2 separate regions of the Sus scrofa genome follow, and region 1 is linked to region 2. The links are chromatin contacts, called in public Hi-C maps. All regions are on one chromosome and are shown on one strand. Each heading gives the region's core, a stretch centred on a gene start, on an enhancer-like site or on the middle of the called end of the contact. The rest is flanking DNA. Distances are from core to core; before and after follow the strand shown.

The links. Hi-C and Micro-C count contacts between places; a contact is called where the count stands out from the background.
Region 1: a contact with region 2 is called in a Hi-C map of skeletal muscle, with 7 times the contacts expected there. The contact joins two enhancer-like sites. A contact is called at or near these places in 2 of 47 Hi-C or Micro-C datasets (psoas muscle and skeletal muscle) and 1 of 2 datasets of contacts at active chromatin or transcription factors (skeletal muscle).

The regions. Positions count from the first base shown.
Region 1 is chr6:155,843,437-155,849,369 of Sscrofa11.1, reverse strand. PLPP3 (phospholipid phosphatase 3) reads right to left here. Exons shown (of 6, transcript XM_003127971.6): 2 at 1,152-1,309. Among named protein-coding and RNA genes, the nearest start is that of PLPP3, 46 kb to the right of the region's middle. Within about 2 kb of position 3,554, at least 8 of the 83 cell types and tissues checked have an H3K27ac peak or open chromatin away from gene starts, as enhancers often do. A contact at or near this core is called in skeletal muscle, where this site is marked.
Region 2 is chr6:155,675,110-155,681,304 of Sscrofa11.1, reverse strand. C6H1orf168 (activation-dependent, raft-recruited ADAP-like phosphoprotein) reads right to left here. Exons shown (of 18, transcript XM_021096579.1): 16 at 3,555-3,711; 17 at 3,201-3,234; 18 at 1-2,858. The coding sequence ends at 2,837. Among named protein-coding and RNA genes, the nearest start is that of PRKAA2, 76 kb to the left of the region's middle. Within about 2 kb of position 2,589, at least 2 of the 83 cell types and tissues checked have an H3K27ac peak or open chromatin away from gene starts, as enhancers often do. A contact at or near this core is called in skeletal muscle, where this site is marked.

The DNA.
Region 1 (5,933 bases), core at 2,305-4,804, 170 kb before region 2:
TGCTAAAGATAATCAGGCCAAGACTAACACAAAGATGACTCAAGGATCTGGAAGAGAGATTTTTTTTTTTTAATTTCGGTGGACATGATACCTATCCCTCTGTCCACATGGCTGGGGTTCAGGGCCAAGGCAAAATACTGCAGGGGCAGAACGGACGGCTGTGCAAGTGTATGAACTACAAATCACAACTGGAGCACCCTCGGTTACTCTCCGCCTCCCCTGCCCTAAATGGACACATCTAAAACAGGGCAGTGACTTTCTAAGTGGAGCTCAGGTAGACCATGCACTGATTCCCATGAGGCTACTGTTGCACAAAATAATTCTGGATCTTGTCAAGTCTGTGGCACATTTTTGCATTTTTGACTTCATCCTCTAGGGGAAGATCTGGATGTAAATTCTCGGCTGTACACCTGCGTATCAGTAACCTGGTCAGCAAGTAAGATTTTGCCAAGACTTTCCATATTAATGCTCTCTTTCACTCCTCGCTGCAAAGCTTTGAAACAAGAGGATCACCCTGGTTTTAAAGATGTACAGCTTGTCGGTGGACGGCCAGGTCTCGAACCTAGGTGTCTGGATTGCAAGTCTCGTTTTTTATTTGCACTTTGGCACCACAGCCTCTGGACAAGCGAATTCAACAATAGGCCAGAAATGCCAGTGGCATTATCGCTGTCAGAGCTACACCATGATCGTGTGGAAAGAATACAGAAAATGCTTGAGATATTTGGTAAGGCATTTCCCTCATCTAACACAGAGGCTCGGAGCTCAGACTCTGAGGCTCGGGACAATTAGGTTCAAATCCCAATTTGACCACTTATTAACTGAGTCACCTTGGGCAAATTATTTTTACTCCGAGAACTTCAGTTTCTTAACTTATAGAAGAAATGTTAGAACAATGTCTACACTTTCTTGTTGCAAGGGTAATGTATGCAAAGTATTTTAGGAGGTTGCTTAGTCTACTTTTATCATATATATATATTTAGTATTTTAAAATATTGCATTTTAAATAAACTATTAGTAATACTATTAACTGCATGAAGAGAGTGTTCATCCAGGGAAATTCGACTGGCTCTTCCAAACCCTGCTAGCTCGGATAGTTTATGATGTGACCCAGGGGAGTCAGCCAGGTGGAGTGTGGCAGTCTGGATGCTTACCGCGAGGATGGCGATCACAATGCCCACAGCGCAGAGCACAGCATCATTGATTGTCTCCCCGGTTTTCAGCGGGTACTTGATGGTCTCGTCATTGCAATAAAAACCCCGGTGGTAAGGCTTGATGGTGCTTGTCTCGATGATGATGAAGGGCAGGCCCGCTTCATATACCGAAAGAAAAAAAAAAAGAGAGAGAAGGGGGAACACATCAGTGCAAAGAAGCCGAAGAATGACCTACAGCAAAGACCACCCCAAAGAGCAGCACTGACGGTGAAGCAAATCCCTTGCATCTGTAGTGAGCTATAGCCTAGAGGGAGCTTTCTCTACACACACCCCTTCCCCCCTTAGTCCCCACTGAGAAGAGTGTAGGGTGATCCTCCTGTCCCGATCAAGCGCACAGAGGGAGGACCTGGATGCAGTGGGGCAGGAGCTTTTTTCCCCTACTGCTCTACAACAACCTGCTAAAACTCAAAGCCCAGTGTGCCATCACCACTAAAACAGCCCTAAGTCTCATGCTGTCGTATGACGCCTCCAAGTACATTCTTCTCTGAAGCCAACCATCTCCCCTTCAAGAAACTCATCCAAGGTTCTGTGGGTGAAAAACTGAAGACCTGGAGTCAGACAACATGAATTTGAACCCCAGATCTGCCACTTCCTAGCAATGTGACCTCCGGTTCTCTCTCCATCTTCCTGAGCCTCAGTTTCCCCACATATGAGTTGTGGTGATGAGTGAAGGAGAACAAAGCACAGAAAACTTCAAGCACAGTGTTGGCACCTAGTAGCTGCTCAGGGAATGCCATGTTCAGGGCTTTGGTTTCACTATTCAAAGTCATTGACGAAGACTGAGCAGAGCGGAGCTGGGCCCCGCTGCCCGCAACCCTGGAACAGAGCCCAGGGGCATTAGGGACACAGGCATGCTTGCAGCTGCCACTAGTTTATCAGTGGCCAGCTCAGATGCCATTCTCTGAAAGGTCATGGAAAATGGATTCATTCCATCACCTGCCAGGAAAAGGCTCTCAAAACCTCAGGCAAAAAAAAAAAAAAAAACGAGGGCCCATTATAGCTCTTGGACACAGTAGCAGCCTCCAGAGTGGCCTTCTGACCTTCCATGCCGCTCACACATATCCACTGGTTTACTTCCTGATCATGGCCATGAGCATGTCATTGCCTTGCTCAAGCCTCTTCACTGAGTCCCCATTGCAGAGGGTAAGATAAAGTCCCCGAGTATGACTTCCGGGAGTTTCCCATGACCTGAACCTTCTGGCATACCTTCCAACCAAACAGGACCCAGAGCCTCTGTCTTGGTTCATGCTCTTTTTTTTCACAGCACTTCCTCCCGTACATTCAAGTTCGATATCAAGCCCTAACACCACCTTACAAAGTTAAAGTAAACTGTGAGCAACGGCAATGTCAGGATTGAAAAAGACCAGGGAAAACATCTGGACGATAACAGGTGCCATCGATGTGCATCAACAATGTGTAAGGTTTTTTCTATCCATTTTTGCATCGAATTGCCCAACAACCCTGAGCGCTCGTTTTAAAATCATTTAAAAACACTATTATCGATGGTCTGTAAGTGGGGAGAACAGAGGCTCAGAAAGAATCCTTAGCTCCCTCAGAGTCTCTTCGTCCACCCCAAAGGGCCCAAATCCCTAATTTAACTTCGCAGATTGGTTCCGTCCTGTGAACTTCACTAGTGGAAAACACCCATTATAAATGACTGTTTTAACGATAAGATTCCATTTTCATGTTTTTTTTTTTTTTTTTCTCAAAAAGAATTAACTCATGTCATGGTGCTCAAAGGCCCAGGCTGCCCTTATTAAAAAAAAAAAAAAAAAAAAAAAGTACCATGAACTCCAGTTTTTCAATGACTTTGGTCCAGACGGCAGCGATAAAAAAAAAAAAAAAAAAGGCACACTTTCTAAAAAGTGTATTTATGTATCACTGTGCATACACACATGGATTTATTTGGTTTTATTCTTTGGATTTATTTGAATTCTACAGCTATTTATTTTGTGACCCCTAACTGCTTCCTGCTAGAACAACAATTTACTTTATCAAATTCATACTGGTGCTTTGAAAAGAAAGCCCAGCAACACACCACAGCATTGTGCCTGACCTTCTTAAAGTAAACACAGAGGGCCCTCGAAGGCAATAACCGTGAGCTCTTGAAACCCCGTCTCGGTGATGGAGAAAAGGAGGAAGGGGAGACGGTGAAGATACGTTTTGGCTTAGACCTGGTGAGTGCCGTGAGCCCCTCTTCGTGGGCTGGGGGCTGGGAGGGAAAAGCGATCACAGGGGCCTGAACCATCTTCATTCCACCGCCGAAACATTTGGAAGTGTGGCCAAGTTGGCGATGAAAGGTAGCTGCGAGGCCAGCCGTATGATATTAATAGTCCGCTTTTAAAGTTCCACACGTCGTGCTGACGGCTGAAGCGCGAGCCCAGCCGCAGCCTCTGTGGTGCCTGGGAGCCAAAGCGTTGCTAATAAACTCAGGAAGGGAACAGACCCCGAGTTCCTTACATTTGTGCTCGGCTCTTGGCCCCCCAGCGTCTATTTTTAATAGAGTTCACATGATAGGCCTGTAAAACATATGTTCCTAAGGACAATAAAACCCATAAGAGTGGTGGAGTCAGCTCAGTTAATGATCTCGACACAGCTCCCTCCACTCACGCAAGTAACTTCCCACTGCCCAAATCCCCTCCGCATCTGCGCAAAGGCAAAGAAGGCAGGCTTGCTTTGGGTTTGCTGGGATACATTAATGCATTCACTCCTTCGTTTACTTCGCAAATATTTATTGTGTCTTAAATATGCACACTGAGGACAGGGCATGCAAAGATGACACAAGCCCTGCCCGCAGGACGCGGCCGATCTAGTAAGCGAAGACACGTACAATGGAATAACATCAGGACAGGAAGTTGTTCTTTCATGGGAAGAAGCCAGGCCACAGCACGGGTGGTGTCAGCACAGGGTCTGGCGCACAGCATGGACACACAACCAGTGTGAAAAGGAAGGAGGCGGGGACCATCCCGCAGAGACGGTTAGGGAAGAAATCTGAGTGGTCGGTTCCTTTGTGCTCTTAATCTGGGAGCGATCCAAATCCTTTTCCTTCCTTCCTTGTCCAAGCCTTGGGGAGGGTTTCCGGTTCCAGTTATGTGGATAATGAGCAAAAACAGACAAGATGTTGGATCTGAATACACTCTGTTTATTCTCTTAAAAGGCGTGGAGACAGCATTTAGAAAACCCAGTGGCTTTTTCTGTCTTCCCCTGCAAACTTGTGGTATGACTGGGGGGGGGGGGTGATGCCAGTCAAATTTTGACTTGGTTCCAGGAGAAGAGTAACCTCAGAGTCCCTTCAGTTGATGGGAAAGGCATAAACATGACCCCCCCACGGGGCAGCTGGTCCTCAAGAGACGTAACACTGTGCCTTGCCTCTGCAGGACACAGAGAAGAGGCTGCCCTGCTCTAACGTAGGATCTCCACTGCCAACGTTGGCACCACCTTTCTTACCAACCACTGTAGTCCCTGATCATTTCTTTTCTTTTCTTTAAGGCTCATACCTGTGGCATACGGAGGTTCCCAGGCTAGGGGTCGAATCAGCCTACACCATAGCCACAGCAACGCGGAATCTGAGCCACATCTATAACCTACACCACAGCTCACGGTAACGCCGGATCCTTAACCCACTGAGCGAGGCCAGGGATCAAACCTGTGTCCTCATGGATACTAGTCAGATTCATTTGCCCTGAGCCATGATGGGAACTCCCCTGATCATCCCATTCAAGCAAACTCCCAGTGCTAGCCATGGCAAATCAAGGGGTGAGAATATCAAAATTCCTGCCCTCCAGAGGTTCACGGTATTATAAGAGAGTCGTGAAAACAAGTGCACTAAAATACTTTTCATACGAAGACTGATGTATGTAGAGGGTACAGCAAAGGCACAAAAGAACACTTTACCAGGGACACGAAAGACAGCCCAGTAGTTCCCACTGTGGTGCAGTGGGATGCACAGCATCGCTGCAGCACCAGGACACGGGTTCGATCCCCAGCCTGGCACAGTGGGTTAAGGATCCGGTGTTGCCGCAGCTGTCGCACAACTCAAAACTGTGACTCTGATCTGATCTGTGGCCTGGGAACTCCATATGTCAAGGCGTGGCCAAAAAAGAAAACAAAAAAACAAGATAGCCCAGATGTGAGGCTTACTTTGCCCCTTCTATGAGGAGGAAGTTTCTGGGGTCCAGGGGCTAAATGCACTCATGAAAACTCAGTGTAGTTGAAGGATTGCAATAATCCATCCACAAAAACTGAGGGCTGTTGCCACGATGAGGATACAATTTTAAATTTGGCTACAGACGGGGATGAGAGACACAAGACTCCAGGGACCCCCACATAAACCTCGGCAGTCTGAGAGCTCCACTGCCTGCTCTCTTCTCGGCACGGATGGGGCTACTGAGTTGGAGCTGGAGTCCCAGTCTTCCAGTGGCCTTGGAGAGGCAGTCATAAAAACTAACACGTTAAGTCACCCTAAGGTTCAGAGGGATTAAAGTGACTTACCAGAGTCACCGGGCCAGTCCGTGGTGGAGCTGGACCAGGCTCAAAGGATCTGACACCTGGGTGTTTTCTAAAGTCAGTCAGTCCCTTAAAATAGAGGGAAGGAAGCACCTCTGAGGATTAATGCAGTCACGGAAGCTCAGCAAACCTCACGTGCTTGGAAGAAAAAAACGCTTTGTTTGGAAAGAGTCAAGGCAAGAGCATGGGCTACTGTTTGCTGAACATTCACCATGT
Region 2 (6,195 bases), core at 1,340-3,839:
GATTAGAATTAGATGCCATGTGATGAGATGGAGTGCGCATGGACACATCTATGTCAGGTAAAATTTAGTCCTGCTGCCACTGCAGGATTTGAAATACTTCATGTTTTGCTGATTTGGTGAGATGGCAAGAGTGATGCATGGCATTTAATCCTCTTTTGTACAGGATTATTGCATGAACTGTCTCTGCTCAACATAGCCCTGTACTCCCTCTTGCTTACTAGCTTTCCTGTGGGCATGCTCATCCTGGTTTTCTACGATGCCCACTGTAACAGGTCTTGCCCCAGAGTGGGGGAGAGGGCTGCAGTTAGCTACTGCCCTGCCTCTCACTGAGTAGTACATTTAATTCGGGGGAGGGGGGGGTTGAAGCATAAATACATTCCCAGTCTTTGGTACCAGCCTTAATCTCATCTCCCTAAAAAAAGGAAATCTCAGCATCACTTAATTCTATTTCTCTTTCTCCTCTATCTCTCTAATGGGGCTTCTGTACTATATATGTATATATATTTTTTTGTAAAGTTTTATTGGAACAAAGCTATGCCTTGCATTTACATATTGTCATTGCTGCTTTTGAGGTACAACAATAGCTTCGAAAGTAGTTGTGAGAGTAACCTCTATTGCCAGTAGAACTATCTCTTTCAAATCCTGGGCTTTTTCAAACTTCAAACAGAAACATGTGTTGAAATATATTCTCTTTTTGAAAAATCAGTTTTAGCTTTTATGTACACTTTTAATACATCCATGCATATGTAATAAAATATATAAAAGCATTAATCTGTATTTAAAGAAAGAGGTGACTATGCCTTTTAAAATTAAGGCTTGATTCTCTGACTTTTGAAATTTTGTAAGATAAAAAATGTACAGGTACACCGAAACATCACCATGAAGTTCCCGTGGTCACCGATACTCACTGTCCTTCAGTTGGTGCAGGGCATCCATGTATGTTTTCATGCTCAGAATGATACTCTTGTAATTTAGAAACACAACAAGCTTTTCTCTTTACAGAAGAGAATGCTTATATTCTTTGGCATGTTTCCTTGAAGACGTCTCGTAGATACCCTTCTATGTATTTAGATCTATTACATTTAAAAAATAGCTGCATAAGTATAAGTAATGTTATTAATGTACCATAATAGAGCTCTAATATTTTAACGTTAGGGATGTTTGTAGGTTCAGTTTAATCACTTCTACTAAAATATTATAATGAAGACTGCTTTTGTATATCTGCAATAGAATCTCAGAAGTGGGTTCATTACTACCTTTCAAAATGTGTAATAATTTATTTTTATATCACTTTTATATAGGACAGCTCTACACTCCATCAACCTGAAAAGATTGTCAAAGTCAATCTTCTTAGCTCTTGTGAAATTTAGTGATGAAAAAAATGTCTTCTGATTATTTTACACTAATTATCTAGCAATCTCAGCTGTACTATATATTTCTGTCGCTGCTGTCCTAAGCTCTAGTGCTCTTTCACCTTGGATGCTGCAAAAATAACTTCGTCTCTCCTTATTCGAATCTGCCACCCCATTGCTATGATTTTTTTTTTTTTTCCCACTGTACAGCAAGGGGGTCAGGTCATCCTTAGATGTATACATTGCAGTTACAGTTTTTTCCCCCACTGCTATGATTTTTTTGTTCCTTTTCTCTCTCGATGTCTGGCCTTGTCGTCCTGCTTAAGACCTTTGAGTGGTTGCTACTTTCTCTTTAGGAAAGAGGCCAGTGAACTCTGTCACATTCTAGCCCAGACTTACCCCACTCCAGCCCTTGCCATCTCCCACCAGGTACACTTACTCCTTTTACATTGAATTTCTTCCTAGTCACCAGACAGACCATGGATTGTCCATCTCTGCATTTAGGAAATATATTGTGTTTAAAGACCAAGCTTTGGTGTCACCTTTACTTATTTGTAATTACCTTATTTCCCTGTCTAAACTCTATGAATACTTTTGATCTTGGTCTTTTAGAATAAGCTTGACCTTTATTGGAAAGTGCTATGTGGAACAACAACAAAAAAGAAGATAAAAGACCCTAGAAACTTAAAAAATAGCCTCACAGTATAAACGATGAGGCCATGGATCATACGCTTGAGGGGCAGACTCATCCTACCTAACTGGCAGTGTACATCATTTGAAAAATAGAATGTTATTTACAGCTCAATTTATTTTCCTTTACTTTCTATAAGTAAAAACACATGAGTTATTTTATTTGAATATTCAGGGATTAAACAAAATAATTATATAGGCATTTTTTAAAATATTGGGTGAATTTAGGAATAAACTGCTTTTCAGCATACTATTCCTAAAGAAACCAATTTTGAGCAGCATTTGTCTGATTCTAGTTTGGTGATAAAGCGTAAGGACATTTATACATTGATTTTAGGATCATACCTTAAATTGGAGTATTTAAAAGACTTACACTTTCTTTACTTTTCAGAATTAAATTATACCAAATTTAAATGCATGACATCATCTAAAAATTATAAACACTTGTGTACTAATATTAGAAGCAAACTAACCATCTGCACAGCTGACGAGGTGCCATAAAGGCGAGATTTCTAACTTTGGACATGGCTCATTAAACAAGTGTTCAAATGCCCACACACACTGTTTCACGTTCTCTTGAGCCAGCAGTGAACTAGATACTGAAATAGACAGTGAAAGATAACCGTTTAGGAGTAAAACCAAGATCTAAATATGGGAGATTCGTTTTTCTGTTCTCGGCTCGTCACGAACATTTCCATCATCTCACACTGACAAGTAAACTGATACGAGGCCAGGACTGAGACCTTAGAAGCAGTTCTCAATTGTGCAGCCCAGACCATCTGATCTTGGTCTTCCTAAGGTGACCAACTTTGGTGCCTGAGAAAAAAGAAAAATGGACAAACATTTTGAGATACAAGTCCATGGACTAGTGAGTAGGAGATTTCGGGGGAATTTCTTATCCTGTTTAATATTTTTATGCTCATTTAAAATGTTTATAAATATGCTCTGTAGACAAGTTTGATAACATATTCAGGGGCACAATGATAAAGTCTCTTCCAAGTAATCCTTATAGAATAGGGCATTGCGTATTTTAAAACTTTCCCTGAATTTAAATATATTCAATAGTCTTTCCTTAAGACTCACATACACAGTAATGTATTATGTATTTGGAATTTAAGATTTTGAAGTATTCACTTACTTGAAGTACGAACCACTTACTTGAAATCTAGATGTTCAATTAACACATATCCATCTATAGAAACAAAAATCAGCATTATCCATCTGAAAGTTATAATGCACTGAGATTTTTTTTTAAAAAAAACATTGATTAAAACCCTGGGATTTGTGGTTCAGTGGGTTAAGAACCTGACTAGTATCCATGAGGATGCCAGTTCAATCCCTGGCCTTGCTCAGTAGTAAGTTAAGGATCCAGCATTGCTGCAGACATGGCTCGGATCCAGTGTTGCTGTGGCTGTGGTATAGGACCTCTAGCCTAGGAACTTCCGTATGCTGCAGGTGCAGCCATAAAAAGACTGAAAAAACAACCTTATGAGTGATAACGCAGTGACTTACATTTGCCTTTAGAATTGCGACATATCACTAGATTTTCTTCAGTGATATCTATGACTTCCAGTTCTTCTCCAGGGGTTATTGGCAAGTCGAATATCCCATTTCTTGAATTATTGGAACATGCCACTGCTGTGTTGATGACAGTAATCTCTTTGTCGTACTGAAAGGAGAAATTTGCTAATCAGAATATGCTTGCATGGTTTTTATTCTTTTTCATTATGACAAAATTAATGAAGAACATACATAGTAACCTCAAAATAAATTCAAGATATTAGTTGACCATTGTCTAAATGAATAGAAAATAACTCCTCACTCAGACTTTTAAGTCCTCAGGAACTTCCTAGAGTTCCTGTTGTGGCTCAGCAAGTTAAGAACCTGAAATAGTGTCTCCCTGAGGATGAGGGTTTGATCCCTGTCCTCGTATGGTGTGTTAAGGATCTGGCTTGCCACAAGCTGTGGCATAGGTCACAGATGTGGCTCCGATCTGGCATTACTGTGGCTGTGACATAGGCCCACAACTGTAGCTCCAGTTCAACCGCTAGCCCGGGAACTTCTGTGTGCTGCCACAAGTGTGGCTATACAAGAAAAAGAATGAAAGAAAATAATAGGATATTCAGTAAAAGGGAAGTTGTTTAAGGAAATAATAGGACATTTATTATCATAATTTTACATTTGTTTCATACAATCATATTTTCAAAGTGTTTTCATACCCATTATATTACTGTACTAGAATGAATTCTGGTGGGTGAGAAGGCTATATAAAACATTGGTATAAATTAAGTACTGTACTTTGTATATTAATTGTTCCAGCAATAAAGTCACCACCAAACCCAGAGAGGACAAGTGAGAAGAGGGAAAGAGAAAAACCTGTTTATGTCATAGAGTTTCTAATGTTCTTAATACATAGCATTGCTAGATGGCACTCCTCCCACCCTTCCTCTCCAGTGGGCTCATGTATTCTTATGTGCATATGACCAGAGCACACATATCTTGAAGGAGTAGCAAGGCTGCATGAGGGCAATTCCCACTCTCCATTTGTGCTTAAAGGCATTTGTGAAAAAACTGAGGAATTCTACTTCTGACCTCAGGGGAGCTTTTTTTCTGTGATAAACTAGCCAACCTATATGTCTGCAGGTATACCACCTTCTAATGTATTGAAATCCATTAACTGGGAAAAAAATAGTTGGAGCATATGCAGCTTATATTTACAGATGTCCCCTTCAGTAAATGAGGGTGACCAAAGATTTTGCTTTGCTCAGGATGGTCTCTATTTATAGTTAATGCCTCTATAAATCCTTGTTAGGATTAAGTATTCCTCCTTCCACTTTCAAAAGTGTCCTGAATTTGAAATAATAAATAATATTACTTTACACCAATGAGACCTAACCTCCAAGATAGAGTTTCCTTGTGCCTAACAAAGTAGTAGGTTCCTAACCAATCTTACCCTTTCCAAGCCATTGTTCACTGCAACTACACAGAGCTGTCTTAAAATGCAGATCTGATTAGCTGGTCGCCTTTTTTATAAAGTTTTGCAAACTCTATGTTCACGATAAGATCCACATTTCTTAGTGTGACTTCCAGGTCCTCTGAGTACCGCCATTCTCCATTCCCTCACTGCTGTCCCCTTTATTGAAGCTATGTCAGAGTGTATCCTAATCCTGAGTACACTGCATACCTTTCCTATTTCCATGTCATCACTCCTGGTGTTTTCACTGCCTGAAATACTCTCGTTTTTCCTCTTAAGCACCTTTCATGAAGACTTTCATGACTGCTATGTATAATTTACTGCTTTAACGGCACTTTATATATACCCCTTTTATAGCATTTCATCAACCTATTGCCTTATAAAATGAAAATGGAAAAAGTTTTTTTTCAGCCTTATACCCTCAACACCTTGCACACATGAGGCACCAAATATTTTGTGATTTGAGCCTAATAAAATTTGAAATTATAGTTTTTCTAGTGATACATCAAGGAAACTCACCACATGTAATTAAGAAGAATGGAATCCCATGCATACGAGAACAGAAATTTCTGTCCGGTATGAGCCAGTCACAAATACAGTTGAGAAGAAAGGCATTAGATGGAACTGAAGGTCTTTTCAAAAATTATCACACACTTGTTTTTCAACTAATCAAAATAATGTCACATTTTTAGTAACTAATTTCATATCACACTTTTTAGTTATAGTAACCCTAATCAGCTTTGTTCCATGCAGAATTTAATAATGACTCTGAGGGATTTGTGTATATTCCTATTTTAGTTCACTCCAAAAACATTTCTGGATGTTTACAAAGTGTTTGATACTCTGCTCTGTGCACAGATAGAAAAATAGATAATGTAACCCTTGTTTGCCAGGAGCTCATAATTTAATTGCTGAATGCGTAGCTGCAACAATATTAATGTTTTGTGATAAGCTAGAGGTTTGCTCAGGTATATAGGTATGTGGAGGAAGTGTGGGTTAAGTCTTCCTATAGAGGAGGTACCTTGACTGGGTCTTTGTAAATGAACATGAGCTAGTCAGATGGAGAAAAGTAGCCAAGGGCACACCAGACAGTTGGAACAGACAAAGCAAACACCTAGAGGAAGGAAATGACAGGATAGAGGCAGATGCTTATTCAAGAAACAGAACTATGAACAATTT